Regions from separate parts of the Hordeum vulgare genome. Here region 1 is linked to region 2. Evidence: chromatin contacts called from public Hi-C data. All regions are on one chromosome and are shown on one strand. The core of a region is the stretch at or near the end of the contact, and the rest is flanking DNA. Distances in the headings are between cores, read along the strand shown.

Region 1 (4,050 bases), core at 308-2,807, 580 kb after region 2:
CCGCACCGACACGTACTTGTGCACGCTCGGCGCGTCAAGGTCGTCGTCGCGGACCGCCGCGTTGACAGAGGCCTTGTCGTCCACGCTCCGATCGGGCTCGCGGGCGCGGCTCTCCGACGATGAGGAGTTGAGGTCGGCGACGGCGTCGACGATGGACTGCGCCTTGGAGACGCAGGCCGGTAGCGTGAAGGATGGTGGCGTTCCGGGGGTGGCCGTAGCGGAGGTGTGGTAGTGCTGGATGTCCTCGAGGAGATGGCTGGCGTACAAGCCGGGGTTCTGGTCGAAGTCGCGCGACGCCCTGCGCGACCGGCGGCCTGACCTCCGGCCGGGGGTCTCGACCGTGCGCGTCTCGGTGGTCTTGGACGACGGTGCTCTCGTCTCCGACGCCGTAACGATGGTCTCCTCCGCCTTCTCCTTCTGAGAACTCTGCTCCTTTGCGCGCTCCGTGGTCTTCCGGGTCGGGGTGGCGACGGCAATCTCCGTCGATTTCTGAATCAATTTGAAGATTGTGAGCGGCCGATCGGATGTTGAGATGTGGAGTTACAAAAGAAATGGCGTTAAAACTCGAATTTTGCTACTAGTTTCTTACCTTCTGGGGCTTGGTGTTGGTGCTGCTGTTGTTATTTCGGAGGGAGTTCTCGTCGATCTCGGCCATGGGACTGCGCCGGAGCGGCGACTGCTCGGCCTTCCTTGACGAGCTCCGGCTCAGCGCCGGCGTTTGCGCCGCCGTCTTCTGTCCCCCTCCAGCATTCTCATTGGCCGCGGTCACCCTCGCAGGCGAGCTCGATCGCGGAGACGCGCACCTCTTCCCGGACGCGGCCGCGGGCGACGGGGCGCGCACCTTCTCCCTCGCCGGAACGGAGACCATCTTCCCGGGCTGCTGTCTGGCAGCGCCGGAGCCCGCCGAGGTCGCAGAGGGCGCACCTCCTTCGCCACGCCGTCCGGGCGATCGGCTCGACCTACGGCTCCCGCCGCTGGTCCTCTCCCGGCTCCCCGAGCGCTTCCTCTGGGGCGAGCCCCGGTGGGGCGACGGCCTCGACACGGGGACCCCGTTCTTCTCCCAGTCGCACTCCTCGTCCGCGCCACCGGCCCCGGCTGGATCAAAGTCGCAGCTCCTCTTGGAGCGGTGGCCGCCCCCGGTCTCGCCGGACGGCGCCTTACCGGACGAGCTCCGGCTGAGCCGCCCGCACTGGATGAGGATGGCGTCCACTTCCTCCTTGGTGCAGCTGGACGTACGCACCGGCATCGGCCCCTTAGCCACCACCACGACCGGCCTGGCCTCCTCCTTCTTCTCCTCCTCCTCCCCGCCAGCGACCGCCTTGCTAGCCTTCACGACGACCGGCGCCGCCTTCTTGACGGCCGCAGCGGGCTCCTCCGCGTTGGACGCCCTCCTCGGCTGCGGCGCCTTCTTGGCATTGTCATCGCCGGCGACCACCGCGGCGGCGGCGGCGACCTTGGCGGGCTTCTTGGGCTTGGTGGTGGCCGCAGCCGCGCTCGGCTGCGTCACAAGCGGCGGCGGCGGCTTGTCCTGCTGCTTCTTGCTGAAACAGAGCCCCATGGCGACTCTCTCGACGGATGTTTCGTGGAGCTCCGGGTGGGAATGAAGGAGGGAAGGGATGGAAAGACTGGGGTTGGAACGCGTGGAGCTGGTATTTATGCAGAGCTTCGGGGGAGGTGATGTGAGGATTAAGTACGTGATCGGTGCGCGTGGTGCGAGTATGACGATGACGGTCATCTCACAGCCGAGGCGAGATTTGAAATTCCTCTCTCTCTCTTGGATTGTGTTTGGTGTCCGTTGGGTGGGCCCCGGGTGTGATTGGCTCATCAGCTCATCATCTGGAACCCGTATCCGCCGGGATTCAAACGCCTCAACGGCTACGAGGGTGCACGCTCGTGGAAAGATGGGTTCCTTTTGGCGCCGTCACCCGCCAGAAGGATCCGACCGTTGCGCCGACCAACGACGGCAGCAGCCGAGCCGACCGTTGGAGGAGCTCGTGTGCATGCCATCGGCCGCAATCTTCCCCTCTCCCGCTTTCGATCGGGTCGGATTCGATCTCGATCGGATCGGAGCGCTAATTAATTGCGCTATCGCGCCAGAGCCAGGGCGGGGGATCTGATCGTGTCACCTAATCACGTGACGGGTGTGACAAATGGTGGGCACGTGAGCTGTTGTACGTCACCGGGTCATTGATCCATTTCGCTGATGCCTTCTTAACTCTGTCTCGTGTGTTGGCCGTGCAAGGAGCATCAGCCCCAGGTGGCAATCATGGTTGGCGTTTGAAACGGGACGGGACCACCCGCAGTGAATGGTAGTAGTACGTTCGAACGAATTGCTATCTTGCCGGTTCTTCACCGCAGGTTAGTAGAACTGGAAGGAGCATGCACGGTAACTAATACGGTGGTCGTCGGTGTTGCATTCTCAGTAGCAAAGAAGGTGATCTGTGTTGTGAAATTTTCGCCTTCCGACGTTTTGTATGTTTTGTGATGTTTTAGGTCTAGTCTAGCTAAACTTTGTTATGATTTTTGTCCGATTTTTCATAATAAACTGAGCAGTCCGTTTTTTCTTTCTTCCTTTTTAGCATTTGCTTTTATGCGGTGCATTCCTCCTCTGGAGATGTTCTTGTAATGCCTTCTTCTCATCAATGAATTTGGTAGCTCTCCTGTCGACATTTGAAAAAAAAACAAATCTGCATGAAACTCCATGGGTAAGCAGGGTCGGTCCTGAGATTTTGGGGGCCCGGGGCGAAACTAAAATTTAGGGCCCCTAAATATAAATAAATAGTGCAGGTTCCGTGGGAGATGAATTATGATCATGATCACTCACATTGTTATCGTCCGCGTCGATGTCAACGTTGTCTTCTGTATGGATATCATCTTCTAGATTCACATTACTTGGTTCTTTCACAAGAACTAACGCCAACTCGTCTGGATTTTTTGAAGTGGTTGGGTTACTCGCCAAAAACTTACGAAGAAATCCTCTTTGTGAATCTACCAATTTTTAATCTCCTTTCCTCTTTTTTCTTTTGACAGCACCTGATTCAGACTTCATTACTACTCCCTCTGTTCCTTAATATAAGAAATTTTAGAGATTTTACTATAGACTAGATACGGAGCAAAATGAGTGAATCTACATCCTAAAATATGACTACATACATCCGTATGTAGTTCATAGTGGAATCTCTAAAAGGTCTTACATTTAGAAACGGAGGGAGTAATTCTGAAAATAAATAAATCTGAATCAAAAATAGGGCATTTACTATCCAAAGATTTAAAAGGAATCACTAGAAGTAATTGCAGGTCCAGATCCATCAGGCATCAGTAAATTGCAAGCTAGAACGGGAACTGATCTACGAATCAAACTAGAACGAGATCCTCAGGAGAAGTGGAGAACAGACAGACTCACGGACATTACGGAAGAAGCAACCGGCGAGGGCCCTTCCGCGTGCCGGCGTGCGTGCCTGCGTGGCAATGAAGCCGACGTCAAGGGCCTGTCCGCAGCCCGCGCCGTAGTCTCGTACTCCTACAGATGAGAGTCGCGGCGTGCAGGGAGACGAGAGACAAGCCTAACGAGAGACTTTACAATACCTAGTACACGCCTGACCTAGTATATGTATTATATATGCAGCGGACCCCCAACAATTTTGGGCCCCGTGCGGCCGCCCCCGCGGAACCCCCCAGGGCCGGCCCTGTGGGTAAGAGCATCTACCAAAAAAAAAGATGAACGAAAGACTCCAACGGGCCTTAAACACCCGGTCTAACCGACACCTTTTATATCGAGGTTAAATTAAGGACAAATATGAGGGGTGTCCGGATGCGTTCATCATATCGGACACAACAACCCTTCTTCACCTCCAATTACATCAAATTCACCCCATCGGCCTACTCCGCGACGTCTGTCTCGCAACTTCATCTCCGCACGTGCTCCGTAGCCATTTCGAGCCTCTACGCCGCCAACACTAGCACAACACTTATCTCTCTTGTCCTCGTCAGCCGAGACGCCCTGCAGTACGTTCAGCAACTCTTGGGCTGCCCTTTGCATTCTATCTGTTC
Region 2 (3,802 bases), core at 297-2,796:
ACAAATTCGTCATAGATCAGGATGTCTTCGCAAAACATATTTAAGTTGGGTGATGAGCAATCTGGCAATCCTGTGTGTCTCAACAATTGTATGGCACAATCAATTATTACCTTTAGTAGGAGTATCGACATGTTGACATTAGCAGAGTATCAAAATCGAAGTGTGTCGTATAAATGTCAAGAAATGGATAGCTATTATTGCATTCGATTTCCACAATGTAAGTGTTCATGCACAGAAAATCAGCAGCCCCACCATTCAATTTCTGCGGTTAGTACAGGTAGAAGGAAACAGGACATCACCGCCAATTGCTCATTTTATATATGATGAGTAATGACATGTGCACATTACCGAAGTATCGAAGCGTGTCATACAAATGTCCAGAAATAACTGGCTATTATTATCTCTCGACTTCCAGAATGTAACAGTTTATGCAGAGAAAATCAGCAGCCTCATTATCCTCTCTATATGAGCTAGTTTTAGTGGATGGCAGCTAAAATTTGATTAACCGTAGTGGTGTGACTATGCTGATTGGTCGTTGTTTTCAGTGGATCCTGCCAGATGCAGAATATATCAATTGAATGTGCAGTCTAGCAAAATGGTGAAGTCAAAAATTACAGATATTATGCCCTATGCATGAAGAAAGTCAATGTCAACAGTCATACACCAAAACCACGTGAATCCCTGAAACTCAAAGGGAGATCCATTGAAGCACTATAAATTCATGTCCAGGTGTCCAACTAAAAGAGAGTATTCTATATACATCAACTCTTGTACTCTACCCACCCTGAGGACAATAACTGGTGTGATGTCTACTGCCGACGATGAGAATGAAAGCACGCTGCTATATTTTGTTTAACAAAAGGGGAGAAAATAAGTAATACAGAAAAGCACGCATGCGCTTCCTGTTGAATTAAGCCAATTAAATTAACAGTCAGCGACCAATCATATCGTAGGTGCTGAACAGGCTAAGATGATCTCAGATATGCATGGAGCATTCCACCACACGCCTCAGATGAACCAATCGAACGCTTTGGAGCAAGCAATCGGCAGCAGTTGGGTGAGTGCGTCGAGAAGCAAAGAGTAATATACATGGCTTGAATCGAACTTCTACCCTCGATCCCTACTACTAGTCTGCTACCGGAGCGAGTAATTTGAGGTTGGGAAGGGGCCCTGCGCACCGTGAGCAGCGTGAGACGACCGAGTTGGCGACGGACGAGAGCTGCGGGATGCCTCCGTCGGCGCCGCCGCCCTCGCCATCGGCCGCCGCGGGGGAGCGGGAGGTGGTGGAGGCGACGAAGGCGGCGGCCGACTGGCGGGAGAGGCGGGCGAGGAAGGTGCGGATGGGCTTCTCGCGCACCCACGTCTCCACGATCCCCATGCCGACCTCGCTCCCCCCTCGAGGCCTCGACTCCTCCTTGACCCTTCGGGGGCTTTGATTGGACTGGAAGCCTTCCTCCCTCCCCTTGCTTTGAGGGCTGTGCTACTGCTGCCGGTTGCTGTTCCTTCCCTCTTCGTTTCCTCGCCTCGGTTTCTTCCGCCGTGTCGGCACGCACGTCTCGTGCGCTTCCACCGCGGTGTACCGTACCGGCCAAAGGTAGCACCAGCCGCAACACTAACACTAAAAAAAAAAAAAACGGTAGCGCCAGCTGTGTAGGATGACGGCGCTGACGGGGCTGGCTGAGTTGGCAAGGTAGTCCGCTTTCGCGCCAGCCGCCAGCACAGCGGAAATTTTGCTGTCCAAGGGAAATGAGATTGAATGAAAGTGAATGGACGATTAATCCTGATTTTTATTGATTATCAAGTACATATGCGTCTGGAAAAGGTGTACGGAGGCATGTCTGTTGACAATAAAGAGGGAAGAGACATGACTGTTCGGGGTTGGACATCCTTTGCTAATTAATTTCTAACACTTTCCTTGTACAACACCGTTTTTTGAAAGTTTCATTGATGAAAGCTTCTTGCATATAGATCTTCCATCTCGATAAATCTTCCATATAATCTTAAGATTCTTTCCAAAAAACCTGTGAAAAAAAAATGAAAAGGATAGAATAGATACGTTGCTAAAACTCTTTTAAACCGAGTGGAAAAAGTAAGGAGAAAATGATGCAACATATGGTGATTGTTGTCTCTTGATAACTTATATGAGAAAAACCTTTGAAGGAGAAAACTCATCGAGAAGTTTAGAGAACAATTAATATGTCTTGAGTACTTCGTTTAAAAACCATGATAGGAAAAATAGGAAGTATGACATATGATCTTTGCGAAGATATTGCCACACTGAAAACTATTATGAGAAACTTTGAAAGAAAACTCATAAGGGAAAAAAGTGCAATCGTACATGCCATTGAAAACTCCTTTAAAACCCAATGGGAAAAATACAAGGAGAAAATGATATGGCATATAAAGACACTTGTGTTTATATTGTCTTGTTAAAAACCTTTATGAGAAACCATTAGGGGGGAACTCATCAAGGGAAAAAGAGTACAATATATGCAATCTGATGATTGTTAATAGGTTATAGTTTGGGAGATTACTTCTCGTGGACTTTGCAAATATGGAGGATGTCTCATATCAATTCCATTGACATGAACACGGGATTGTGTATAATCTGTTGGATTACAACAATGTTTTCTTTGCAAATTATTTCCTCACTTTTCTATAAATCTGCGGGGATAAGGAATGTCCGAGCAATGTAATTTATGATATTGCTCTTCATATAACCTGTAAGTATTGAGTAACACAAGTGGAAGTATCTTGATAAATCAAATTATGTGATTCTGATGAATCTCAACCACATGATTTTGAGTGTGGTTAACCATTCTACTGAGTTATGCATATTTTGCAATGCTTTTAGATAAAGCAATTATGTGAGAACGATAACTGGAAATAACCATTAAAATCCATTTAGATGACTTCCATGCGAAGGCTATTCCAGCAAATTCAGTCATTGATATGGCGTCGTCGGGATCAAATAAAGAGCCAATATCATTACATCATATCATGGCCATATCTTCTATTTCCTGATGGAAATATTCAAAATTTACTGTAATCTTCAGATATAAGATGATATTACTTATATCAACTATATACCTTTTGTTGGGGGTTGCACTCCGAATAAAGATAGCAAATATAGTGTCAGGCCTAACGTAGTTTGCAAGTATATGAGTGCTTTGACATTAGTGAGATATAGAACTTCAGGTCCTAGTATCACTTCATTATCACCCCTGGGTATGAATGGATTTGTACCTTATCAAAGGTAGTATGACCATACATGTCTTTTTTGTTATGATATATCCACACTGAACTTCTCGTATATGTTTTGGATATATGTAGGCTGATATGTATTCTTGATAGAATGCTCAAGTTGTAAACTTAAGCTAAATTTGGTTAAATCCAAACTTTCCGTCTTGAGATGATTTTGTGTATGTTTATGTCTAGTAGAGTCATTAATGATGAAATCATCGATATACACTGAGGTGATATAAGGGATTCAAATTTGGGATTCCTTTGTTAACACATAAACAATAATCAATCTTTGAGTAATCCTTCGGAAGAAGAAAATCATTTAGTCGGTAGCACCATATGATTTCCGACTATTTCGAGCCATAGAGTGACTTCTGAAATTTTACACAAATATGTTGCGATTTATTTTGGATTTGGAATTGTAAGCCCTTGAGGGACTTTGTTATAAAATTTTGAAACAAGTGACCTATATGAGTATGTAGTCACTGCATCTATTAATTGCATGGATAATATTTTTTGTACTGGCAATGGTATTTATTATCGAAACATAATTCCACTC

The links. Hi-C and Micro-C count contacts between places; a contact is called where the count stands out from the background.
Region 1: a Hi-C map of leaf shows a contact between it and region 2, with 6 times the contacts expected there. The contact joins the promoter of LOC123403483 here to the promoter of LOC123403820 in region 2. A contact is called at or near these places in 1 of 6 Hi-C or Micro-C datasets (leaf) and 1 of 1 datasets of contacts at active chromatin or transcription factors (embryo).

Annotation. Positions count from the first base shown.
Region 1 is chr6H:389,026,567-389,030,616 of MorexV3_pseudomolecules_assembly, forward strand. LOC123403483 reads right to left here and starts at 1,558. Exons shown (of 2, transcript XM_045097418.1): 1 at 590-1,558; 2 at 1-489. The coding sequence starts at 1,558.
Region 2 is chr6H:388,444,028-388,447,829 of MorexV3_pseudomolecules_assembly, forward strand. It overlaps LOC123403820, which reads right to left and starts at 1,547. Exons shown (of 10, transcript XM_045097737.1): 1 at 1,179-1,547. The coding sequence starts at 1,378.